Linked DNA regions of Sus scrofa: regions 1, 3 and 4 are each linked to region 2. A link is a contact called in public Hi-C and HiChIP or PLAC-seq data. All regions are on one chromosome and are shown on one strand. Each heading gives the region's core, a stretch centred on a gene start, on an enhancer-like site or on the middle of the called end of the contact. The rest is flanking DNA. Distances are from core to core; before and after follow the strand shown. Region 1 holds the start of CNDP2 (carnosine dipeptidase 2). Region 2 holds the start of CYB5A (cytochrome b5 type A (microsomal)). Region 3 holds the start of CNDP1 (carnosine dipeptidase 1). Region 4 holds the start of ZNF407 (zinc finger protein 407).

Region 1 (6,543 bases), core at 1,313-3,812, 150 kb before region 2:
GGGGAAGATAATCTGATGGAAATTAAAAGGAGGTACTTCCCAGTAGCACTGACACACCGACATTTTAAAATACTTTCTAAAATTTAGTTTTTCTCTCTTAAAGCACACAGAGAACTTTCCCTTATTATCACCACAAAGGAAATAATCTCTCCAAGGCTCCCAGCAAAAATGTCACATCTGTCTGCACACCACAAGCCGACAACACAGTAAATAAGGCCCAAGGAGGGAACGTGGATTTGGTTTAGAGAAACTAACAACCAGAGTCCAGAAACCACCAAGACAGCGTGGGAAACTCCACTGAGGTCTGATGAAAATAAAGAAATGTCTGGCCTCCCACGGGCATTTTCTAACTCCAGTGTGAGACCCATTATGTCATGCTCCACCATACAGATTCAGGGGAAAAGAAATCATTTGATTCATCATCTTTAAAAACTGCAATCAAGACGAAACAAAGATAATAATCCCAGAAATGGGGCTTTCAAAATTGGTTCTCCCCCACTTCCTTCAATGGACAACTCAGATTCCATCAAATGGCAAAACCCAAACCTCAGCACTGACTGAAAGGAGTTCAGTGACTCCTTTCAGAGCAAATTCAGCACTGCAGGGACAGGAAGAATTTCACAACTGCAGCTGTGGAGTCACAAGACCCTACCACATCCATGTAGCTCTGAAGTGGGACACCAGAGAAGTGGCTGTGTATGGACACACCGAATTACAGAGAATTTTCTTCTTGGTAGAGGATTCTGAAGTGACTTCTAAACAGAGGACAGACTTTGTCCACTGAGATAGTAAGCTTGGTAGCTGCTCAACAGATCAAGGATGTGCAGCTTGAGTTTAGTAAAGGCAATCCTCTTCCAACAACCACAACAGAGCATGAAACAGTTAAATATCTCCCTGCCAACTCAGATTGTTTCAGCCTTTTGGAAGACAAGGTTCATAAATGCATACACTGCATAGAAGTCAGATTTTCAATCATAAAGGAAAACCTATTTAGCAGAACAGTATGCTACACCAGATACTCTTCATTTGAGTTCCTGGTCATTACACAGCACAAATTCCATGCTCACTGTGATATATTCTCATTAGCATTATGCTTTTTGCAGCCCAGTTAACCAATCGCCTTCCAGCTAAAGTCAAATATATAGCTATCTAAGTTGAATCTTTAACCAAAGGAGAGTAAACAGAGACTGGATTATTCAGCTCTTCCTGCCACCTCACCAGGTGGAAAAACAACATCTCTGAACTGCTAACTGGGTCAGAGAGGTTAGGCCAGAGCCCCTTTCTCCCTCCCATGCACAGTTATTCCTGTTTCACCAACTGGCCAGTACCAAAGCCATTACAACGGACTACTTTTTTCTGGGGGGCTAAGGTGGGGGGACTTGCACCATGACATGCAGAAGCTCCCAGAATCCCCACCACAGCAATGACTTGAGCCACAGCAGTAACAACGCCAGATACTTAACCTGCTGAGCCAGGAGGGAACTCTAAATGGGGACCACTTTTATATGCCCTGGTGAACCCCATTTATTAGGGTAAAAGCATTGAGTTGGAGTGAACAAAAGCAAACCCTATTGTCTGGAAGTAAACACCAGCCTCACTCCCTTCTTGGAATCTAAGGTTCCTGGGGAGTAAAGTAACTTCAACACTGAAACTCCAGTGAGGGGAAGAAGGGCTGGTGGTACCACCTGGAACCACCCAGCAATCCCTACAAAGATTCTTTCAGTTCTGAGGCTCCATCCTGACCTCCTTAATTCAAGGCACATGCAAAAGTAAAGGGACTCTTGAATGAGGGCTTCAGCTCTGTGTAAAAACCACTGCAACAGGAGTAGGAACCTCTGATTTGCTCAATCTAGAACTTTAATCCCAAACATACAGTTCTACAAAATTATTCCTCACCACCCCTCCCTGCAAACACCAGGGATGACAAAGGCATAAATAAAATCTCCGCCGGGTCGCTGAGTCAGCACCAGGTTCCCGCGCGGGCGAGGGCGGGTCGGAGGCCCAAGGACTCAGGACAGGCCGACGCAGGACCAAGCATCACTCCCGGAGACTGCCTCAGGGCAGCCACGTGCAACCTCCCAGCCTTAAGTGAGGGTGGAGACCCTGACCCCGGGCCTCCGACCCTGAGCGCAGGCCGTCCTGCAACACCAACCTCAGGCCTCCGCCAAAGGTCTCTGCAGCCGAGAGACAGGCTTTAGTTTTCTGCGGGCCTCACTGTTGCGGAGGGCGGGGGTGGGGAGGGGTTGCTCACAGGCGGGTCAGTGTGCGTCCTCCCCGCCGCCGCCCCGGACCCCATTCTGACTGGAGCGGGCCGCATTCTGAGTGGACGCCCTCTTCTCCCGTCAGGGCCGGCCACAGGCCCCTCAGAGCTGGCCTGGTCCCTGGCCCGCCGCGCAGCGACCGGTCTCCCCTGCCTGCCGGGAGGCGGCCTGGACCCCACGCTCCCGGCCTCGGCCCTGCTCCCGCCGCCTGCAGGAACCTCCCTGTCCACAGGGACCTCCTTCCCCGGGAAGGCCGCTCACCAGCCAGCTGCTACAGCTCGGGTTCCGCACCACGTGTCTCGGTCACGCCCCCTGTGCGGGCCCGCCCCGCAGCCGCCCCATCCACCAATCCCAGACCTCGACCGGAGCACTGGCGTATCCCCGCCTCGCCGCCGTGCAGTCCGCCAATCCCGGACCTGGCCGGAAACTGCGCCGCCCCGCCCTCCGCTGTTCGGAGCGCGGCGCCGGCAGGAGGCGAGGCTGAGACCTGGGAGGCCAGGGCTTAAAAGCGCGAGCCCGGCGGCGATCTACTTTGGTCTTCCGCCTTTTGCCTCAACCGTGGGGTTGGAGAGGTAGTGTTTTGTGTGAAGTGGTCCGGGATTGAGGTGCCCACACCCCCCTACCCAGAGTCCCCATTCCCGCGGGTTCCTGAAGCATGTTTTCCTGGTCACACAGGTTTCCGTTTCACGTATCTTTGGCACTTTGTTCACCAAGCCTTCACCGTTACTAAGAGGAATTATTTTAGTATTTAGATCCAGTAATCCTAGGAATTAATGAAGAAAGTAGACCCACCATTTACTTATTGAGCGTCTACTATTTCTCCGAGGGTGTGATTATCTCCTTTAGAGCATCACCCAAAAAATTTGGGAAAGATTTTACCCTTCCCATATTCTATGTTGTTGTTGTAGTTTTAATGACAATTTTATAGTTGGAATGGATGTAGTTCCTCACATCCTGTAAATATTTTTAAATAAGATTACTTAAATTTTTACATGGTTTGTTTTTCCCTTGAAATTCTGTTTTCATCAATATCCGTTGCAGAATTTTTTTTAATTGCAGCATTTCATTTATAAATCATTAAATATCATTTATACTTGATACTATTAATGATACTGTTATACTTTTATACATTTGTACAATATGTATAAAAATTTAAATCAGTATTTACTTTCCTGTAACTAGAAAATTCTGTTAATTTTTTTCTCTTCTAGATTAAATTCTTATTACAATTATTAGTAGTACATGATTGATTAAAAACCACCTACATATATTATACACTTTTGTAAGTAATTTGAATTTATTGGACATATATCCTTCACTCAAATCTATTAGGCTTTAAAAAAATTAGTTCGGCTATCTATAAATGAGATTCTTGATGGAATGAGACTGAATTTGGTGAAAAACATGGCAAAAAGTGATTTAGAGTAAAATCTGTAACACATTACCTGTTTATTAAAATTTTACGGGTATGTGGTGGTACTAAATAAGAGCAAAGAGGAAGCTTGGGTACAAGTAAAAAGTGAATATGCCCACAACATTGTAAATCAATATACTTTAATAAAAGATAAAATTAAAACTGAATATGCATTTACAGTACCTAATAATCATTTGAGAAACGTTAATGAAAATATTTCTCCTGCAAATCTGAATAAAAGTTAAGAAAATGCAAATTTTTATCTTGATGTAGAACCCTTATATTTGAAAATATAATGTTAATTGTCAGCAGATGGAACTTTCTACCTCCTGCCCTTGAAAGAAAGCAAAATATGCAACAGACAGGTGGCCTTGAGTAAGGAGGCATTCTCTAATAGCATACTTTCAAATTGTATTTCAAATTGCCCTTTCGTTTGGAGAATTTTGGCTTTTAAAGAATTAGTACAGAACTTAGAACATGCCTGGCATTGAGTATCTTGATCTCTTCAGGCTGCTATGACAAAAATACCAAAAACTGAGTAGCTTATAAACAACAGAAATTTGTTTCTTCTGATCTGGAGGCTGGAAGTCCAAGATCAAGCTGCTACCAGATTCAGTGAGCTAGCTTCTCATAGATGGGGGTGGTCTTTTCAACATAAGCAGAAAGTTCTCTGGGGTCTCTTTTGTAAGGACACTAACCCCATTCATGAAGACTCTGTGAATAGATGTGAAATTTGGGCAGCTGGAATTGGTGATCTTAAAACTTTTGGATCCTTCTTTAAAAGTCTTCTGCCCCTGGCTATTTCTGTCTGAAGACCCCTGCCTTACAAAGCGGCTCATATTTAAACCCAAGGGTGCGCATCTGAATATCTCCAGCAGGCGGCACTGCAATCCATTCCTTCTTGAGTAAAGGATGCTTTGCAGATTGCTCCCTAGCCACAAACCTGATTCCTCACAGGTTACACTTTGCTCCAGGGTAAGGACCATAGCCAGTGTGTCTTCTGAGCCCCCAGTTAGGCTCTTAGATCCCAGGGAGAGAGGGAAGCACGCAGGGGCTTGGTAGAGGTGCCCAGGGACAGCTGGGTGCCTCGAGGGCCAGTGTTCCCTCAGATGACTCACTGTCACCTGGGGAGTCCACAGCATTGGTGCCTGTTTTGTGTCCTCCATGAGTCTGCTTCCACTTTCTGCTCAAGTTGAAATTTGTCTCAAGTTGAAATTTCCCCAAAGAGAGAACAGTTGGTTTAGTAAGCCACCATTTGGAATCAGTTCACCTGCAGGGCAGAAGGCCTGGCCAGGTTCCTACCTCTCCTGCCTCTGAGTCAGTTCCCTTGGGTGGCACCTGAGCTGGCCAAGGGGTCGACATCATAGCTCAGCGGGTGCTAGGTGCTGCAGGAACCCCAGAGACAGGCATGGTCTAGGCTTGACTAAGGACGGGGCAACTTGACTGTGAAAGGGGGCCCTGCTTGGCCTGCTCTCCAGCCTCAGAGGATGAGTAAGACAAGTATTCAATGTACTCTGTATATAATTTACTGTATGTATCACTTTGCTGCTGATGCTGGAAGCCGGATGTGCAGGGTTGTGGAACGGGGAGGCAGAGCATTGTGACTCTTCTCCCAGGTCACTACACGCATAAGATACACCTTGTTCAAGAGGACAATCTGAGGCAGCAGAGGAAAGGACAAAAGAAAGAATAGCTTTGCATATACATTCACCGTCCACACACTCTCCCAGTTCTTAGTGAGCACCTACTGTGCGCTGGGCACTAGGCTCATTCGGGACTTGCAACCCATTCTGTTACAGTTTGTGCAACACAACTGCAACTTTCAGAACACTTTCCCAGAGTGTTAGGTTGTGAAGGTCTGTGTGGCACTCTCTGGGCTTCTGAATAAATGCATAAAATTCTATTTTTGAAAGTGATAAATGTACATAAATAAATCTAACACCTTGGCGACTGCATCCAAGGCAAAAAAGTATGACTTCCCCCACCCCACCCATCCCCTTTCCCCTGGCAAAATGTGAATACAAACCACAGTTTCTGCCATATACACAGTCCTTGGACAGAAGGAGAAAAAAGCCCCCTCCCCCCAATTTTCTAGATTTTGAGAGCCTATGACCTGTTACTACATGGATACTTGACAGCTGTTTATTTTTTATTTTTTAATTTTTGTGGGTTCCTGGGCCGGGGATAGAACCTGCTCGACAGCAGTGTCCCAAGCCACAGCAGTGACAATGCCAAATCCTTACCCTGATGAGCCACCAGGGAACTCCGGTGACAGCAGTTTAAAGAGCCTAAAAATTGGTTTTACATTATCAGGTACCCTTGAACGAAATGTTTAGATTTAGTCTGAAATGAAATTGAAGTCACCTCCCTTTAGGTTTCTTGCATTGATTAAATCTAGAGAAAATGCATAAACCCTCATTTAAAAGGATCATTTCTAAAGTATGCAATGTTTAATCATTCACAAGTCAGATTTCCATTCTTTATTTTATTTGATCTTCACAGCAAATATTGAGGCAGAATTTTTTTCCCCGCTATGTCCTGCTACCTTTCTGTTTACTTTTATTCAACCTGTGATAAGCTGTGGGTGGGGTGGGGATGACAAAGAGGAGTGATGTCCTCTGTCTACAGTTGTGACAGCATTGCCTTGATTCTTTCCCAAATGCTGAAAGACAATGGAACCCATGAATTGCTGCCTTTTTTGGGGAAAAAAAAAAAAGGTATATGATTCTCAACATACAAAAAAGTTAACTTGGGCAGAATTTCCGAAAGTTTCCTGTTTTATTATGGTAAGAATATTTAAAATGAAATCTAACCTCTGGAAAGATTCGTAAGTGTGCAAATAGGCACTATGTTGATCTCTAGGGTTTA
Region 2 (6,643 bases), core at 2,613-5,112:
ATATTCAGTTGATTAGAGAGGATCAACTGACATTCTGGTGTTATAAATATACATGGGTAAAAACAACTTCATAAGTGCTTTGTTTTATTTATTTATTTTTTGTCTTTTTGTCTTTTTTTTCTACGGCCCCACCTGACACATATGGAGGTTCCCAGGCTAGGGGTGGAATTGGAGCTGTAACTGCTGGCCTACACCAGAGCCACAGCAATGTGGGATCCAAGCCATGTCTGCGACCTACACCACAGCTCACGACAATGCCGGATCTGAAACCCACTAAGCAAGGCCAGGGATCGAACCCTGCAACCTCATAGTTCCTAGTCGGATTCGCCAACCACCAAGCCACGACGGGAACTCTATAAGTATTTTAAAATGAATGAAAAATTTAAAAATTCAGGAAATTTTGGAAATTATTGCTAATAGATGGGGAATTGTTTGGAAATCAAGTAAATATATGCACTAGAGATACAAATTTTTTTGGAAAAGAAAATTTAACGTATGCTAACATATTTAAAAGATAAATATAATGCAAATTATCCATGTAGATAATTTGGAGTCCTTTTTTGTAGAGTGCCCATTTGTTGAGGGAACTCACTCTCTATGGTTATGACTATATAATGGCAAATTAATTATTTGTGAGTGGGAAGGAAAGAGCTGCTCAAGTGTGTCTTGTGCATGAGTGGCAGAAGGAATTAGAAAAGGAATTAAAAATGTAATAATATGTGTTTATTTTTGCCTTATAGTAGGAGACTGAGTGCTTTCTATAGTATATTTTACTTGAGGAACTTTAGGAGTAGAGTTGGAGGAACTTTAGGAGTAGAGTTGGTTTTCTAAATGTTTATAAAAATTTCTTTGCTGGAGGGGAGGTCAGGAAGGGTTTGTAAATATTTGTATTCCTTTAATTTCTCAGGTTTGTTTCTAAATTTGTCTAAATTTACCTCACCTGGAGCACCTGCCACATAGGATGTTTCCTTATACACTCTGCTTTAGAATAAGGAAGTCTTATTTGGTAATAGCACTTGCTAAAATCTATCGATTGTTTTCTATGTGCCAAACCCTGTACTAAGCATTTATAAGCAGTGGCTTAGAAGAGTTAACTGATTAGGTCAATGTCATGCATAATTTACCAAACCAGGGATAGGATCCAGGTCACTGGCACCAAAGTTTTATTGTTAACCACTTCCTGAGTTATTTGGAACTGGAACTGAAATCTGAAATAGTCTTGACCTTGGATTATAGAGGTAGTCATGCACTGAAGAGATTCATTGTTCTGTCAGAGTCATGGGGAGATTCAGCGGTCTGGAGAACTGTTAGGGAAACAGTATAGGTAATGTAGTTTACTATTTTTAAAGCATTTAAGAAAGTTATAACACTAAGTGCATGTATTTGAAAAAAGGAAAAGTCTTAATAAACTCACACCTTAAGAAAGTAGGAAAAAAAAAAGGAACCGGAAGCAAGTAGAAGGAAAAATTCAGTAAGGAGCAGAAGTCAATGACATTAGGAAAGAAAATAAAAACAATAAAAAGCTAGCTCTTTTTTTTCCGGCTACACCCGAGGCACATGGAGGGTCCCAGGCTAGGGGTCAAATTGGAGATGTAGATGCTGGCCTATGTACACCACAGCCACAGCAACTGGATCCATTCCACGTTTGCGACCTATGCCACAGCTCAGGGCAACGCCAGATCCTTCACCCACTAATTGAGGCCAGCGATTGAACCTGCGTCCTCATGAATGCTAGTCAGATTTGTTTCTGCTGAGCCAGGATGGGAACTGTAAGCTCTTTGGAAAGATAGATAAAACTGACAAACCTCTAGCAAGGCTGACAATAGGGCAATAAAAAGAGAGGTCATATTACTACTACCGGGAATTAAACAGAAGATATCACTACAGACCTTGCAGACATCAAAAGCTAATAAGGGACTACTATGAACAATCCTACACACATAGATTTGATAATTTAGATGAACTGGATCAGTTCCTTGAAAACTACCAACTACCACAACTCACCCAGTTTGAAATAGATTTCAATAGTCTTACAACTACTATGGGAACTAAATCCATAGTTTAAAACTTCCTGAAAAGGAAAAGATAGGGAAAGAGAGGGATAAACTGGGAGTTTGGGATTAGCAGATACAAACTACCATATATATAGATATTTAACCAGAAGGTCCTACTCTATAGCACAGGGAACTATATTCAATATCTTATAATAAGCCATAGTGGAAAAGAATATGAAAAAGAATGTGTGCATATACATATATAACTGAATTACTGTGCTGTACACCCAAAAGCTAACACAACATGGTAAATTAAGTATACTTCAATTTTTTTAAAAAAGAGTATTAAAAATTATACATCATAGAGAAGTGTGATTTATTTCAGAGATGCAAGGCTGGTATAATAATGAAAGTCAATGTATTCCACACTACTCAGCCATAAAAAAGAATGAAATAATGCCATTTGCAGCAACATGGATGCAATTAGAGGTTATACTAAGTAAGTCAGAAAGACAAATACCATATGATATCACTTACATGTGGAATCTAAAATATGGCACAAATGAACCTCTCTACCAAACAGAAACAGACTCACTGACATAGAGGCCACACTTGTGGTTGCCAACGGGGAGAGGGAGGGAGTGGGATGGACTGGGAGTTTGGGGTTAGTACATTCAAATTACTACATTTAGAATGGATAAGCAGTGAGGTCCTGTGTAGCATAGGAAACTATATCCAATCTCTTGGGATAGACCATAATGGAAGATAACATAAGAAAAGGAAAGTATATATATATGTATGATTGGGTCACTTTGATGTACACCAGAAATTAGCACAACATTGTAAATCAACCACACTTCTAAAAAAGATCAACCCCCCCCAAAAAAAAACAAGAAAGAAAATCAGTGTATTCCATCATACAAAAAAAGCTAAGGACTATTGGGAATGTCAGCAAAAATGTCTTTTCTACGGCCTTGCATTCCTACAAAGGAGGAGGTAAGCAATGGGACAGGAAAAAAGTATCAGCAGCTAATGTGAAAGAACTGTGCTTAAAATCTTCCTATGGGTGCCAGCTGGGGAGGTACTGTTTTATACTCTTCCAAAAACTGTCAATCATTTAGGATTTATCTTAAACAATATACTGTTGAGAAAAGACAAAGAAGACACTAGTACAAGTATTCGCATAGTCTGGGTCAACAGCGAGATAACTTATGTCCTAAGTTCTTTAGGACGATTTTGCTTTTATAGAACAATTCCCCCGGGTTTGTTTTTCCTGTGAGAATGGGGGCAGTTCTGGGGTGAGGGGAATTGGTCAAGCAATTGGGCAGTAAGTACACTCGTTCTACGGAGGCTAAATGAGAGCACTGGTTGTTTACCACATCTCCTCTCACCGTAACAGATCACCTTGACACTCAGTTCACCCTGACACTAGCAACGGAACGAATTTGTTACAAATTAATGTCCAGGTCTGGCTGATCTGACCTGATTGGGAAATCGCGGCGATTTTGTTGTGTGGTCGTTGCCCTGCCAAGGTGGACACTGCGCCTGCCACAATGAACCCTCCTTCGCCAGCCACTCCACCCCACGGTCCCGGGCTCCCGCATCATCCCCTTCTGCGCAGACTCGAAGGAAGCCCCGCCTCCGCTTACTCCCACAACCGTGAACATGGAGGGCACCTTCGGCAGCCAATTAAAACTCGCATACTGGGCGGGGCGCTTTGGGGCTGGCAGAGAACGTCGGTCGAGCTCGCCCTTTGAGTGACACGAGTTCTGGCCAATCATCGGAGGTCGTGCTTCGGCCGTCCCCCTCTCCTCTGTCTGCCGCCCGGCCCAGTTGGGGAGCTGGGACCAGGGGAATGTCCCGGCCCGAGTTCGCCAGGACTCCCACTCTGTTCCGCTCATCTCTGCCGCTGTCAGCAGGGCCTGAGGTTCGCCGCGTTACGAAATGGCCGAACAGTCCGACAAAGCCGTGAAGTATTACACCCTGGAAGAGATCCAGAAGCACAACAACAGCAAGAGCACCTGGCTAATCCTGCACCACAAAGTGTACGATTTGACCAAATTTTTGGAGGAGGTGAGTTTGTGAGGCAGGATGCTGGCCTAAGTTTGGGGGGTTGCCTGCCAAGACCTGTCGTTTGCAGCATGTCGGGATAGACCTGCACGCCTCTATATCCGCACCTGAGTGTGCGCACCCGGGAGTGTTTGCTGAGTCTGCACACCTGGGAGCGGACCCTGAGTTTGTACACTTGGGTCTGCGTGCCTCCGTGTGCATCCCCGGAAGCTGCACACCTGTGTGTGCACACCTGAGGGCGACCGAGGGTGCGTAAGTTAGTTCTGCGGCTGGATCAGCGGTTTTAGCAGTCTGCAGCCCTCCCTTGTAGGGCAGGGACTGCCTCCGGAGACCCTGCGCGGGCGTGTAAGAAAGAACCATTTTGAACTTAGAGGGAAACTGAATCGCATCTGGAGCTGCCTTCCTAAGAGCTCAACCACGGAAGGATTTTAAAGATCTTTTATCCTTGAGTTTACACAAACCAGGGCTTCATCTAGGACAGGGGTCCTCCCACTTATTATTTCTGGAGTGGATTCCTAATTGGACCCAGTTGGAGATCACCCACCCCGAGAGCTGCTCTCCCCCTGGCACCTACAAGCCAGCCCCACCATCCATGCCCACCATCTAGAAGGCGCCCAGTGATTGTAAAGGTATCTAATGATAACTTCAGTGAGGTACAGTATTGGACTCCTTCGAGTCAGTGTGGCGGGCTGTGTGTGGCTTTGATGAAGAGAGGAAGAGGGACAGAGAAGTAAAAATTGCCAGTGGGACTTGATCCTTAAGCAACTTTGGAAATTGTAAAAATAACTTTGCTTAACTTAGAGGAGAACATTCCTTTGATAAGATTCTTTGCATTAGATTATAATTTTTGCAGTAAATATTGAGTCCCCCCTCCCCCAACTCTGGCTGTGAAGGAGTTTGAGTCACAAATCTTAAATCTTAGTATAACACTCCTTCATTCCCCCAGACAATGAATAGGAATGTTTAGTGGAATTCTTCACATAGTTTGTGAGAAAAATGTAGATAGAGGCCTGGTCTGAGCTGGGTCACAATTTCTATCAAAGGACATTTGTTTTGTAGAGAATGTTTTAAAAAACTTTTAAAGGTTGAAGTTTTTGTTTATTGGTAAGATATTTTACTGTTGTCTTTAGGTGATGTGCCAGAAGGTAAAACAGTGTCCCAATACAGTTAAGAGTGGTTTATAGTAGGGAGTCAGATCTGATCTGGCCCGCCCCTTCTGCTGAGCTATGGAGCTTATTTGCTATTAGAATTTCTTCAGCTAATAATCCTGCATCATATCATCAGATCTAACTGATATCAAATGTCTGTTTAACAGCTGTTCTTCCCAGAGTTCCCGTCGTGGCTCAGTTGTTAACGAATCTGATTAGGAACCATGAGGTTTCGGGTTCGATTCCCAGCCTTGCTTAGTGGGTTAAGCATCCGGCGTTGCCGTGAACTGCGGTCTAGGTCGCAGACACGGCTTGGATCCCATGTTGCTGTGGCTCTTGCGTAGCCGGTGGCTACAGCTCCGATTCGACCCCTAGCCTGGGAACCTCCATATACCACAGGAGCAGCCCAAGAAAATGGCAAAAAGACAAAAAAAAAAAAAAAAAAAAGCTGTTCTTCTCCCTTCCTATGGTATGTGTAATTTTGGAATTTTAAGATTCAGAGTGTGCTTTCTTTATTTGTGTCTATTAAAAAGAATAGCATATGGGAGTTCCTGTCGTGGTGCAGCAGAAAGGAATCCAACTAGTGTCCATGAAGTTGCAGGTTCTATCCCTGGCCTCTCTCAGTGGGTCGGGGATCCAGTGTTTTGACGTGAGCTGTGGTGTAGGTCACAGATGCGGCTCGGATCCTGAGTTGCTGTAGTTGTGGAGTAGGCTGGAAGCTTTAGCTCTGATCTAACCGCTAGCCTGGGAACTTCCATATGCTGCAGGTGGGGCCCTAAAAAGCAAAAAAAAAAAAAAAAAAAGAAAAGAAAAGAAAAAAATAGCACTTATGAAAAAATAATAGGGTATTTTATGTTACAAAGCATTTGCCATTTTTTCTTTCTTTTTTTGTGGGTTCCGTCTTGTTCAATGTGTTGTGCAGAGGGCCTCCATGGTCTCTCCCAACCAGTTGTCAGTATCACTGCTCCCCCTTCTGTTTTTGTGATAACCGAAAATGTCTCCAACTATTGTCACATGTTCCCTTGGGGACAAAAATGTCACTCCTAGTCAAGAACCATTGCCCGAGGATGTATCTTGCATAATTTTTTATGGGTACGTTTCTCAAAAGGAGATAGGAAGGGAAGATTATTACACTTCACTATAAACCAATTACTTTTACATTTCATTCTTATGAAGCAGTAAAGGAATTGCACAGTTTTCTAAGCCAAACTGCAAACCAGCTGTTCAGAGGGTGAATTAGTTGACAGCAGATTCCTTTATTTCTCACTCAGTTTTCAAAACTCTCTCTCTACAAGTAGTTTAGGAAGAACACCTCTCAAGTAAAATGTGATGAATCGGTTTATCACTAATATATGATAACTAATACTTACAGTGAGATAACTTAAAAACTACTATTTATAGTGAGGTAAATGAAAACAAGTTTACAGCAGT
Region 3 (6,668 bases), core at 999-3,498, 190 kb before region 2:
CTAGATGATGAGAATGTTCTTAAGTTGATTGTGGCAGTGACTGTTCAATTCTGAATATGCTAAAAACTTTTGAGTTGCACACTTTAGGTGGGTGGATTGTAAAATGTGTGAATTATATTGCAACAGAGTTGTCATAAAGATAATAATCATAAATCTAGGCACCCATTCAAAAATATAAATATATTCTTGAGTATGAGAAATGTCTATAAAGGAAGCTAAGGAGGGGGTGAATCAGGGTCTGATGAGCCACACGCCTTGGTGCGTGCATTAAGCACTTAGTCCAGCAGATGGCGCCAACGAGCTGCTCAGCATCTCCCTCCATGGCTACCAATTTCACCTTCTGCTGGGAGTGAGGCCAGACCTGACCAGGTTGGGTGGGGCAGAGCCAGGAGCCAGAGCTGCTGCCAACCAGGAGGAAATGGCTCCTTCAGACCCATGGCGGCAGGACCAGGAAGTTCTGGCTACTTTTTGCTGCTGATCTATTTAAATTAGTATGTGAGCTGTTATTTTTATTTTTCATTCATTCAGCTTCCATTAAAAAATGATTTGGGGAGTTCCCGTCGTGGCGCAATGGTTAATGAATCCGACTAGGAACCATGAGGTTGCGGGTTCGGTCCCTGCCCTTGCTCAGTGGGTTAAGGATCCGGCGTTGCCGTCAGCTGTGGTGTAGGTTGCAGACGCGGCTCGGATCCCGCGTTGCTGTAGCTCTGGCGTAGGCCGGTGGCTACAGCTCCGATTCAACCCCTAGCCTGGGAACCTCCATATGCCGCGGGAGCGGCCCAAGAAGTAGCAACAACAACAACAACAACAAAGACAAAAGACAAAAAAAAAAAATGATTTGGTGCACCTCTTCAATGATATATGAAAGGAAAATCTGAAGGGGAAAAGGAAGCCACAGGAGGGGAAGGAAAACTTAGGTTGTGAGGTCTGACCATTCTTCCTGAGGGAAGGGCACTGGAGGGTGGAGCTTCTTATGGTGTTACGGCACATACCCAGCAGCCCTGTGCTGCAGCGTATCAGCTCTGGCGACAGCCCCGTACCAGCTCCAGTAGCTCTGTGGCCGTAGTGGATCAGCTCTTTTACCCGGCAAGAGACCAAGCGAGCACTCAGAGTTGGAGAACTCAGGTTTATTACGCAGGCATGCTCAGACAAGATCGCTCTCCAGAGTCTGAGCCCGGAAGAAGGGTTTCACAAGGCTTTTATGGGCTACGCCTTCCAGGTCCAAGCTTGACTAGTTGGACTGGAGTGACGTCAGGCAAGGTAGTAGATGCGGAAGCAGATGCATGGGGGAGGACTGGTTGGGGCAGTTGGCTAGACTTTGCTTAGTCATCATGGCTGGAGTCTCTCCTTTCTACATTTTATTGGGACATTTTCTCCTACAATGGCTTGTTCCTGGGGGTGAAGCCCTGCCCACTGGCCTGCACCCCCCCATCACCCCTCACCCCTGGAGTTTTTCCTTCATCTTTCTCTTTGTTCTCTTGTGTTCTAGTCATTCATGCTTGACCTGAACAAATCACCCATAGAAACCTAGGGATTTGGAAAGGGTGTTCCTGGCCTTGGCCTTGGCTGAAAGGAGCAAGTTGCTGGGGAAGGTGAGGGTGGGGGTCAGGGAGCAGAGCTGCAAACACAGGTCTTAGTGTCTTCCTGGAGGGCCAGGTGGCCCATCCCTGTGTTGCAGGACCCAGAGGAAACCGGGATAGATAGCTCCTTGGAGCCTCCTGTTAATTCCAGCCAGTTGTTCTTAGATTGGCAGCAGAAGTTCCAAGGGCCCCTGTGCTGAGTCTTATTTAAATGTAAACACTTCTCAAAGTCACGACCACACCTCTGTGGTGTAGCCAGGAGGGGAGGCCTCAGTGTTCTCTGTTCTCTCCCTGCTCCAACCACCATTGGAGAAAGTGAGAGGATCTGAGAGCTCAGCTGACAGTCAGTGGCCTTGAAGTCCCCACTGGCCACCTCATCCAATGACACTTCTGTCTCCTGCCCTGAAAACAGCAGGCATCTCAAAAGGAGGCTGGAGTGGGGTCAGCTAATGATAAAACCCACTCCTGCCTTGTTTGCAGTTGGTATTAGTTTCTGACATTGAATAAAGCACAGAAAGTGAAAGGATTCTTGCCTCCCACCCCCATGGCCCAGGCAGGGCAGCTCTCTGCAGACACACAATGGTGCATCAGGCAGACCCTCTTCCATCCATAAGAAACTTAACTACCAGGTGCCAAGAACTCTACTTACCCAAGTCTTCTAGAGTCCCAGGTGATTGTTTTACAGAGGTTGCTCTGCCCTTGTCCGCTGTGATGAATTTTACAATTCAGGGGAAAAAAATCTTTTATTAGCTTTGTTTATCTCACTATGACAGGAATAAATATTCCAAACCAAAAAAAAAAAAAAGGGCTTTTCTGGATTGTGTTAATTCCGCTGCAGGCGCTGAACTGAGTCCAGCGACTCCTGCAGAGACTAGCTAATTCCTCCAGCTGGTGAGGGAGTGGCTTTCCAAGGGTAGCCTGGACACCAGCCAGGGCCAAGGAGCAGAATTCCCCAGAAACTCCCCAGAACCCCCAGCTTCTCCAGCATCCACTGGCTGGAGGTGACAGGAGAGTCAACCCCAAAGAAGAGCTTGGCTGGGCCTCAGTCCCAGAAGCAGAAGTGACTCTGCACACCGCATGGGTGGCTGGGGACAGGTGTGCAGAGCTGCAGAGGGCAGAGGCCAGGAGAAGCAGGGGTTGGAGGAGGACTGGGGTCGCTGGCCAGAGGCACGGCCATGTGCCACCGTCCTGTTCCCGAGGCACCTGCTGGCCCTTCCAGGCCCAGGCTGGACAGATCCCTGGTGGCAAAGACCCCGCCTGATGGCCAGGGGCATTCTTGGCTGCCTGCAGTCCTGGGCCTGCAGAGGAGGCAGCAGAAGGTTGTACCAGCCCTGTGGGGGAAAGCTGGGCTGTAGGGAAGCCGTGTCACCCAAGGACTCTTCCATCTGTGTTCCTCCCTCTGCTCTGGCCAGGGCCCTGGGCCTCTCCTAACAGCAGCTCAGTGTTTCCCAAGCCTCTGTCATCTGGAACCATCAGCAGCATGATGACAAACACCCAGAAAAGTGGTGAACGAACCAGCCAGAGACTCCTGCTGTTTCTCTTGCAGATGGGCCCCCACAGCCTCAGAATGAGAGAGAGAAGAGTAGTAAACAATAAGACCAGCATCAGCACTGAGTGTGTTCCACTGAATTCACCCATGAAACCCAGGTCTTTGGTCTTGAGGGCAGGGTGTCCATCCCCAGCTCCACATTCCTGAGTTGACCTCCGACCAGAGCTTCTGCCCTCTTTTCCTTCTTTTCGATCTCTTTTGAGGGATTTTTGCATAAAGAGTGTTAACAGGATAAATCTAAAATACTGCAGTGACCCATCTTAGGAAACAAGAGCTGGAATCAGAGAGTTCAAGCAGCAGAACAATGGAGAGGGGGAGGGGAGAGGTGTGGTCAGTAGACCTAAGAGGTGGGGAGACCCAGATTCAAGGCAGCAGGGGAGGCTGGAGAGGAGCAGAGCTAGGGAGTCGGGAGAGGAGGGCAGAGTTCTGGCAGGACCAGTCCAGTAGGACAATGGAGATGTCACCAGACAACATGTCAGCTTCCAAGAAACCTTTAATTACCTAGATCCTCTCTCAAGTCTTATAAAGCTGAAGCTCACCAACAAACTTGATTTCAAAGCTTGGGCTATAGCACCTTCTTGACTGGATACAAGATCCAAGGGACGAAGGGAAGGAGGAACTCCAGGCTGGGCCTCCTCCTGGCAGTACTACCACAGGCGACTTTGGTGATGTAGGCAAAACACCAGGAATTCAAAGGCTCAGAGTTTTGGGGGCCAGAAGTTAGGACTCAACGGGTCAGGAGGGCTATAGTCCCTGAAAGTTTCCAGGGGAGGATCTTCCTGCTCCCCCCAACCCTGGGGCAGTGGGCAGTCCTGCTCCCTCTGCCTCTGTCTTCACCTGTCCTCCCCCAGGTGTCTCTCAGCCTCTTCTTAGAAGGACACTAGGCTTAGGGACCACCCAACCAGTGTGACCTGATTTTAACTAATTATATCTACAAAGACCCTACCTCCAAGTAAGGCAAATTTGGAGGTTCCAGGAGGACGTGGTTTTGGGCACCATTAGCTGACCCAGTACAGTCTGCCTTTTGGTCTCCTGTCACTAATACCCTACTACTTGTTTACTTAACAATTATCCATCTGACTCTCTTGAACAAAAGCTACATGAAGGCCCAGACTGTGTCTTCCTGTGTCCCAGGTCCCCATAAGCCTAGCATGCCTGGCACAGAACAGAATCTGATCCAGGCGACGTTTAGTGAATAATTACTTGCATAGTCTTGAAGGACTCCAACAGTAGTTGATTTTTCACTAATTAACTAGTTCTATTTCAACACTGTATTAAAAATGCAGAATTTGGGAGTTCCCGTCGTGGCACAGTGGTTAATGAATCCGACTAGGAACCATGAGATTGCGGGTTCGGTCCCTGCCCTTGCTCAGTGGGTTAACGATCCGGCGTTGCCGTGAGCTGTGGTGTAGGTTGCAGATGCGGCTCGGATCCCGCGATGCTGTGGCTCTGGTGTAGGCCGGTGGCTACAGCTCCGATTCGACCCCTAGCCTGGGAACCTCCATATGCCGCGGGAGCGGCCCAAGAAATAGCAACAACAAAAAACAAACCAAAAAAAATAAAAATAAATAAATAAAAATGCAGAATTTGTTTACTAGTAAAACTATTGCAGCTGTAAACACAAACAAGGGGAAAAGCAAGTTTTAAATCTGGGCAGACATTTTCCTCCTGGCAGTCTCAAGAGCCTCCAGTTCCTGAAAACCCACAAGGGGACTTTGCTCATCTGTCTTCCTGCCTTCAGGCTCCTTTGCTCCTCTCACCATCCAAAGCATTCCAGCCTTTAAGGTCGTCATGAGCAAAGCCACACCAGCCACTGCAACCTCACAGGGACCCCCTTGCATCCCACTGTCATGAGACATGTTTCTACAATATTTTCCTAGCCTTTTTGCTGAAAACTCCATCTTGTCCTGCTTTACTTTACCCCATCTTCCTGCTTGAAAAACCATCCCAGTGCTGGTGAATGACTTAAGCTTAAGCACCAAGACCTAAAGGCATAAGTTATTCATAGGGTCAGCTGAATGAAGACATAATGCATTGGTCTAGGTACAAAGGACCTGTGCAGATGGGCACTCCATTTGCACAGCATGATACATCCTCTTAAGAATAAAAGAAAGAGGAGTCTCATGGCCCCAAGGGGTTTATGAGGGGTTTGGCAGGATATGCATCAGCAAGGACAACCAAGGTGCAAACCTAGGCACGCCCCGCCCTGGGTTGCTGCAGATAGGCCATCTGCAGAAGCACAATGGTGATTCTCCAGATGCTATGCATATATAGCAGAGGCCAAGCTTCCTCAAATGCTAATGATTGTTAAATGCCTAGTAAGGTCAGAATAAAAGCTTAATCAGCAACCCCTATGTGACTTTTAAAATAACTTTAAAAAACCTATATCCTGCACCTACAACCCCCTCCTCACTTGATGTAATCCTCAAGAGCACAATAAAAACAGTGTGGTTTCTTGAGGGGGTGCCCTTGGTCCCTGAGACCTTGAGTCCCCCAGTTCCCACCTTTACTTAAGATAAATGTCTCTATGTCTTGTTTTATGTTAACTTTTCTCCTTAAGTTTCACAGCACCCGTTCTTCAGCCCCATCCTGCTGAGCCGGTCTCAGCATCCCACAACATTGACAAACCCGCACCCCACCATTCACAGGATCATTGCCCACCACCTCGCCCATCCTCCCATTCCCGGAGGTCCCCAGCTTCACTGTGACGTGTCTGATTGATGAATTTCTATATCTTGCTCATTCTTCATCATCCATTTTCAGATTGGAACTCATTTCTTTTTTTTTTATTCTATAAAATTCCTAGTAATTCTGTTACTATTATCTGAACACTGAGTTCACCCGCTGGTGGGTGTTGAGCCAAAAGACACGAGCAAGTTGAGTAGCAGGAGAAGGATTGAGGGCTTGCAGCAAGTAAGGAGAACATCAAGGATCTTTCTCCAACAGCCAAAGTGGGGATGTTTTAAGCCAAGGGGCTTGAGCTAAGAATTCAGCATAGAATTGAGACAACAGTAGCCACAGCAGTGACAATGTGAGGGATCCTTAACTTGCTGGAGCCACAGGGAAATCCGACTAGGAACCATGAGGTTGCGGGTTCGGTCCCTGACCTTGCTCAGTGGGTTAAGGATCCGGCGTTGCCGTGAGCTGTGGTGTAGGTTGCAGACGCGGCTCGGATCCCGCGTTGCTGTGGCTCTGGCGTAGGCTGGTGGCTACAGCTCCGATTCAACCCCTAGCCTGGGAACCTCCATATGCCGCGGGAGCAGCCCAAGAAATAGCAACAACAACAACTACAACAACAACAACAACAACAACAAAAAAGACAAAAAAAAAAAAAAAAGAAATGGGGGTCTCTACAACCCATTGATTAGCTTTGCTATTGCTACTTCTTTGCTTGATAACAGCTGCTTGTTCCTGCATCCTTTTGTTCCCTTAAGGACGGTAATTACTGAGACCTGTTCCAAGGACAAGCATGGAGGAAGGGCTTAGAGCACACAATGGCTCAGCCCTAAAATGGCTTCTCTTCTGTCAAAATCTTCCTC
Region 4 (6,832 bases), core at 2,677-5,176, 220 kb before region 2:
GTCATTAAAAAAAAAAAAAAATGCCAACAACATGTTGTGTTTAGCGAAATAAGTCAGATGGAGAAAAACAAATACACCGTTATCACTTTTATATGAAATCTAAAATAATAGAATGAACATGTATAACAAAACAGGAACAGACTCACAAGGATAGAGGACAAACCAGTCATTATCAGTGGGAAGAAAGGAGGAGGGAGAGACAAGATAGGGGTAAGGAATTAAGAGGTACAAACTACTATATATAAAATAAGTGGAGTTCCTGTCGTGGCTCAGTGGTTAACGAATCTGACTAGGAACCATGAGGTTGCGGGCTCGATCCCTGGCCTTGCTCAGTGGGTTAAGGACCCGGCGTTGCCGTGAGCTGTGGTGTAGGTCGCAGATGCGGCTCGGATCCCGCGCGGCCATGGCTCTGGCGTAGGCTGGTGGCTACAGCTCTGATTAGACCCCTAGCCTGGGAACCTGCATGTGCCGAGGGAGCAGCCCAAGAAATGGCAAAAAGACAAAGGGGGGGGGGGGCAGAAAGACTGGCCCATAAATCAGGAGGCCTGAATCTAATCCTTGTTCTGCCACTCATTTCTGAGACAGATTTGTCACTTAGCCTCTGTGAGGCTCAGCCTCCTCATCAGACAATGAGGGAATGGAACTAAATCACTGCCACAGTCCATATGCCCTCTAGAATGTGATAATTCTATGAGGCATAACTTGAAAAGACTACAGTATTTCACGTTTCTTTCATCAAAATTAAAATTTCTTCCTTTTGCCAGCTGGTTTCTGATTCATATTTCTTATTTTAAATAAAACTGCCTTGGAGTTCCCATCGTGGCGCAGCAGAAACTAATCCAACTAGGAAGCATGAGGTTGCAGGTTTGATCCCTGGCCTCGCTCAGCGCGTTAAGGATCCCCTGTTGCCATGAACTGTGGTGTAGGTCGCAGACACAGCTCGGATCCTGCATTGCTATGGCTGGGGTGTAGGCTAACAACTGCAGCTCTGATTAGATCCCTAGCCCAGGAACCTCCATATGCCACAGGTGCAGCCCTAAAAAGCAAAAAAAAAAAAATAAAATAAAGCTGCCTTAACTTTGCTTTATGAAAGCCATATAAATTCTTAATTTTAGTTTCCTATTCAAATCTATATCAAGATTTGGAGGAACTGAACATAATAAAATTTCCAAGAAACCTACACAACATACTGAATTGAATCCCTCCCACCACCCCAAATTCATATATTGAAGCCCTAATCCCAATGTGATAGTATTTAGAGATGGGGCCTTTGGGAAGTAACTAAGTTTAGAAGAGGTCATAAGGATGGAGCCCCCAAGGTGGAATAAGTGTCCTTATAAAGGGAAGAGACCAGAATTCTCTCCCACTCTTCCATGTGAGCAAAGAGCAAGATGGTGGCTATGGGTAAGCCAGGAAGAGCCCTTTGCAGGAATCGGCACCTTGACCCTGTATTTCTCAACCTCCAGAACCATGAAAAATAAAGGTCTACTGCTTCTGCTACCAGGGCTATGGAATTTTATTATAGCAGCCCAAGCTGACTAAGACAGACAAATGTTCCCTCCGGTGTGGGGATCCAACACATCGGGTTACAGTCCCCAGCTGTGCTCTGTGACCTCTCATAATGTGAGAGTCCACAGGAGGTATTTAACAAGCTTGGAAATCAAAGACTTTTAATATGTATAGATCTATTTACTTCCATTACTGCATAAGAAACAGCTTTAATTTATCCCCCTACTCACAGATTTTTAATCTAGGATTCTTCTGACTACCTGTGATACCTGTGAATAAAGCTCTTCTTAGAGGAACTTTGGGAGGGGTAAGGAGGATGGAGAATCAAATTAGAAAAGTCTGTTTTATAAGGGTTAGGAAGTTCTCTAATAAAACAAAATGAAGTAAAATGGATGTTGGGAAGATGTCCCATCAGTCAAGTGAATACCCACTGATCCTTGAGACCTCACTCAAGTACTATCCTGCAAGCTCTCATCACTCCCACCCCAGTCATGCTACCATATCTCCATTTTGGTACTCAGCAAAAGGCATTATAATTGTTCATGTATCTGTCTCTTCAACGGGCTCTTGAAATCACCTACAGCAATGTTACTCTTTCCTGCACCTCGGATGGTGTCTGGAATGAAGCAGGAACCAGTGTTTGTTGAAATGAAGCCACTGTGCCTTGGTGAACACCAGTGGAATTCTGTTCTATCTTGGAACTTTTATGTAAACCTGAAATTATTCCAAAATGCAGTTTTATTTAAAAAATAAAATAAAAAAGGAACCAGTATCAACTTCTACAGCATTAATCCCAACTACTGTATATGTCATCAAGAAGACATTAGCTACTAGAGAGCCTTGTATTAAATGTTTTTTGGTGGTGACAATAGGAGTTAGCAATTTCACATGTAGCAAACTTGAAGTAGAATGAATAACAAACATTTGAGATCTGAATCTGTAATTTAACTTTGTCCAAATTATTTAATCTGAGTCTCGGTTGGTGAAAAGGTGATAATTCCTACAAGACTGCAATGCTAAATGAAGTATACACAGTGTGTGTGTATATAGATATATATTACATATATTATATATATCAAATAAGCTTTATTAATGATGTTCCAATATACCTCGGTTGCCTTCCCTATTTGGTATTCCAACTGGACTAACACCTCCCTGAAAACAGGTGCACATCGTGACTAGTTCCACCTGCACAAACTTAAAATTTACCCCTCAATCACCATTACTTTACCTATAAAATAAAGAAATACTACATGCGTGTCCATGGATGCCAACCCGGCCAAGATGACCTATTCCAGAATTCCCCCCTTGAAAAATAAATGGGCTTTTCAAAACTCATTGCAACCGAAAGAGGTCAGCAGCTCCTGCCCACCTCCACCAGACTAAACTCCAGAGGCGGGCAAGCGTACACAGGACATGCCCGCTGGCTGGCAGGAGGTGGTAGCCACTGGGGCGAAACCCGCTGCTGCCAACAGCGGTGTGCGGCATCCTGGGATCTCCCTTTAACTGCTTATAGCGGCTGAACCCCAGCGGCCAGGACCCTCCCTTCCAGCCGCGCTGCGATCGGTCACCAGCGTTACAGACTGCCCGCCCGCGTCCTTAACGGAAGAAGGTGCGGGTGGCAGCGGCGAGCCCGCGAAGCTCCGGAGGCCCGGAGAGGGCGGTCGACTGAAGGAAACCACAGCCCAGACCGCCCAGGCCATTAAACCGACACCGCGGCAGCTCCGCGCTCGGGCGTGTACGGTTGGATCGGGGAAAGCCTGGCGGTGAGAAGCTCCCGACTGCAGGCAGGGGCGCGCGGAGTGCGCGGGATCGCAGCCTCCGCGCTGACAGCCGGCCCCGCGGGGAAACCGAGGCCCCGCGCAAGTCCGGGCGGCGGAGCCAGCAGCAGCGGGCGGGAGCGGAGGCCGGGCGGCGGGCGTGTGTCGGGTGAGTCTGGGCGGCGTCGGGAGGGACCGGCCAGCGGGGAGGGGCGGAGGCGGGGGGGAGGGGGGAGGAGGAAGAGCGAAGGGCCCTGGCGGGGCTCCCGGCGCCCAGCCGCCCGGGCCTGGGGCCTCAAGCCACCGCCTCCCGGCCCCGCGCTGACGCTGGACGGTCCCCGCCTCCAAACCCCCCGCCCCGGCCAGAGAATAACTTACCTGTTTGCCGACGGAATCGCTCCTGCTCACCCCTCTGACTGACTCCTCCGGCTCACCGTCTTCCCTCTGGGAGGAAGGGGAGGGACTTCCTGTCTCTCCGCTGAGCGACTTCCGGCGGTTCCGAGGACTTCTTCGCGGACAGAGCGGGGGACGCCATGACCGAAAACCAAGGTCTTGGCTCTGGCTTAGTAGAACCCACGCCTAGGTCCCTTTTTATCTCCCGACTGGCCGGCCGACCTGTGTGCCTGTTGTTTTTAGTCTATCAGCTCTTGGCGGAAGTCACTAGGCTGTGAAACAGGAAGTCCCGCCCCTCCCCAAGAGAGGAAAACGGAAAGCCGAAGAAGTCAACGTAAAGAAATGGAGACGCGCGTCAGGCTCGAAGGCTAGCGGTGTCTGACCTCGAGGGCCAAGTAGGGGTTGCAGGGGGTCCCGAAGAGGATTTCCCCCTGGACAGTGCACTCCTCCCTACCCTAAGCGTCCTCACTCCACCCCCTCGCACGTCCGCCTTAGAGGACCCCGAGGCCTTCGAGGGGCGGGCGGCCGGCTGCCCTCGGCCTTCGCCGGCCCGAGTGGTGCCTGGCGCCTCCGAGGCCCTCATCTACAGGAACCAGGTTTTTCTGCTATGCCAGGCGCGTGCGCAACTCCAGATTATGAAAAAAGTCTGTCGACTGACTCCAAAAAGGGGTCCTTGGTCGCAGGCCTTAGGGAGCCAGGAGCAGAGTCTGATACTAAGGGGAAGGAAAAAAAGCTGACTGGTTCACCAGTTTGGCAAGAAAAGCCGAAAATGCCTGGGTGTTTAAAACGTCCACGCATGGACCGTTTTTATAAACGTTAACGGTACAGCACAAAAATTGTTAGGAAGAAAGTAAGCCGCGACCTGAGGCGTATTAGTCAACGCCCTGACCTGCCCCTTACATGAGATCATTTGCGGACCTTGAGTTTCCAACCATTTCTTTGAAAACTCAAAATCTAGCAAGGAAGACCACACCTCGAAAAGTGCATTGACAAAGAGGTGTAGAGGAGCGGCATTATCCCACCCGGGATCAGATTGTGAAGATACAGCTTGCTGGGAAGTTTTGACTTTATCTTGTAGGTATAGGGAAATGTTTTAAATAATCAGATTTGTATAATTTTAAGTAAATGGAGTTTTTAAGTGATGACCTTATAATGATAGGCTTTCTAGACCAAACCTCTCAAGGACAGTTCCAGCTCACTTCCTTTTAAATCAGAATATTCCGGTGATGATAACACTTTTAATACTGTTTTATAGGGTAATTTTCATAGACATTATCTGGTCGAATTCTTACTGTAACCCACTAGGAAATTGCTGTTTAGAAGATCAAATAGCTATTCCAAGCTTACACCTCTAGTAAAAGTGGAACTTACCTTTAAACTTACAGTGTCAACCTTTTTCCAGCCTACCATGCACCTTTTTTTTTTTTTTGGTTTTGTCTTTTTGCCATTTCTTGGGCCACTCCCACAGCATATGGAGGTTCCCAGGCTAGGGATCGAATCGGAGCTGTAGCTGCCAGCCTACGCCAGAGCCACAGCAACGCAGGATCTGAGCCGCGTCTGCGACCTACACCACAGCTCACGGCAACGCCGGATCGTTAACCCACTGAGCAAGGGCAGGGATCAAACATGCAACCTCATGGTTCCTAGTCGGATTCGTTAACCACTGCGCCACGATGGGAACTCCCCATGCACCTTTTAATAGCTATTTCAACAGTGTTAGTCTTGTATGACAAGGTAATGAATTTCTCAACAATTAAAATAGCTAACACAATTTCCATTCGGAATAGGCATGATGTTGATCTTCAAGGGACTGGTTTTGCTACCTTTCTTACCTTGGGAATTTATTTAACATTTCATCTCCCTTCTTTGAGCAGTGAAATAAAATCTGAGTTTGTCAGTTCCCCATCATCCATTATTTTGCCAAGAAAGGACCTTTGCATCATAAAGTGACCTTAATGAGGTCAACTTGATCTCATTTTACTCGTGTATAAAATGAGTCATTAAGGGTAAATTTCCCTGCTTTTGAAATTCTATTAATTAAACAGAATAGGTTCTAAAGTTTCTAAGTTGCAGTAATGTCTAATATTGCTACTCTTATTAAAACATTTTAAATATTTGGTTCCATTAGATAATACTAATGATGATAGATAGCTGTGTTTACTAAGTAGTTGCTATGTGTTATGCAACACTCTAGAGAATCCAAGAATATAGGAAAAATTTGATTATGTTTCCCTGTGTCTCCTTAGGAAAATTTATATATAATATACATGTATATCCTTCTATAAGTATGTATATTATATGCATTATTTATATCCTTGGATATATATAGCCTTTGTGTGTATCTATGTCTTTGGGGCTTCTTTAAGAGATGTTTTGTTTATTAATGATGGTGTCTCTCCATGTCTTCTGGCCTCCATTTTATTCTGATGAGCAGAGGTCATTCAGATCATTTCTCCCTTTTATTTTCCCTATTTATAATATGTCATTTTTCTCAGGCTAATTTCAAAATTTTCTCTGTGTTTTTGCCTATCAGCAGTTTTATTATGTTGTGTCTAGGCACTAGATTTTCTTCATATTTATCCTGTTTGGGGTTTTCTGAGATTTTAACACCTGTAAGTTTATATACTTCACCAAGTTTTGAAAATTTGGGGTCATTATTTATCCAAATACTTTTCCCCATACTCTCAAATTCCAATTAAATATATATTGCACCTCTTGATTTTATACATGAATCACTGAGTCTTTCCTTTTTGTTTTGGTTTCATTCTTTTTTTTCCTCTCAGACCTTCAGATTGGATCATTTTTATTAATCTGTCCTCTCTGTTCCCTGGTTCTTCTGTCATCTCCAATAGTTAAAAGCAGCTAGTGATTTTTTTTCTTAATTCAGATACATCTTTTAGTTCTAAAATTTTCATTTGGTTCTATCTTGTTTCTATTTCTCTGCTGAGATTTCCTATTTGCTTATTAAAGGGATATTTTCCATTATGTTTTTGAGCAGTTATAATAGCTTTTTGACATTTTGCCTGCTAATTCCAACATATGAATCTTCTTCGAGTTAATCTTCATTAATTTGCTCATCTGATTGATTCATGTTTCCTTTTCCTTTTTTTTTTTAGGGCTGCACTTGCAGCATATGGTACTTCCCAGGCTAGGGTCGAATCAGAGCTATA

Evidence for each region. Hi-C and Micro-C count contacts between places; a contact is called where the count stands out from the background. HiChIP or PLAC-seq counts read pairs in DNA pulled down with a chosen protein or histone mark.
Region 1: a Hi-C map of liver shows a contact between it and region 2, with 4 times the contacts expected there. The contact joins the promoter of CNDP2 here to the promoter of CYB5A in region 2. A contact is called at or near these places in 3 of 5 promoter capture datasets (fetal liver, fetal skeletal muscle and liver), 9 of 47 Hi-C or Micro-C datasets (alveolar macrophages, heart right ventricle, liver and 3 more) and 2 of 2 datasets of contacts at active chromatin or transcription factors (alveolar macrophages and skeletal muscle).
Region 3: a contact with region 2 is called in an H3K27ac HiChIP or PLAC-seq map of alveolar macrophages. The contact joins the promoter of CNDP1 here to the promoter of CYB5A in region 2. A contact is called at or near these places in 1 of 5 promoter capture datasets (skeletal muscle) and 1 of 2 datasets of contacts at active chromatin or transcription factors (alveolar macrophages).
Region 4: a Hi-C map of skeletal muscle shows a contact between it and region 2, with 4 times the contacts expected there. The contact joins the promoter of ZNF407 here to the promoter of CYB5A in region 2. A contact is called at or near these places in 5 of 47 Hi-C or Micro-C datasets (blood, heart right ventricle, liver and 1 more) and 1 of 2 datasets of contacts at active chromatin or transcription factors (alveolar macrophages).

What each region holds. Positions count from the first base shown.
Region 1 is chr1:149,581,757-149,588,299 of Sscrofa11.1, forward strand. CNDP2 (carnosine dipeptidase 2) reads right to left here and starts at 2,563. Exons shown (of 12, transcript NM_001243707.1): 1 at 2,523-2,563.
Region 2 is chr1:149,733,822-149,740,464 of Sscrofa11.1, forward strand. It overlaps CYB5A (cytochrome b5 type A (microsomal)), which reads left to right and starts at 3,863. Exons shown (of 5, transcript NM_001001770.1): 1 at 3,863-4,067. The coding sequence starts at 3,939.
Region 3 is chr1:149,549,764-149,556,431 of Sscrofa11.1, forward strand. It overlaps CNDP1 (carnosine dipeptidase 1), which reads right to left and starts at 2,249. Exons shown (of 12, transcript NM_001290324.1): 1 at 2,230-2,249.
Region 4 is chr1:149,513,358-149,520,189 of Sscrofa11.1, forward strand. ZNF407 (zinc finger protein 407) reads right to left here and starts at 3,927. Exons shown (of 9, transcript XM_021073780.1): 1 at 3,648-3,927.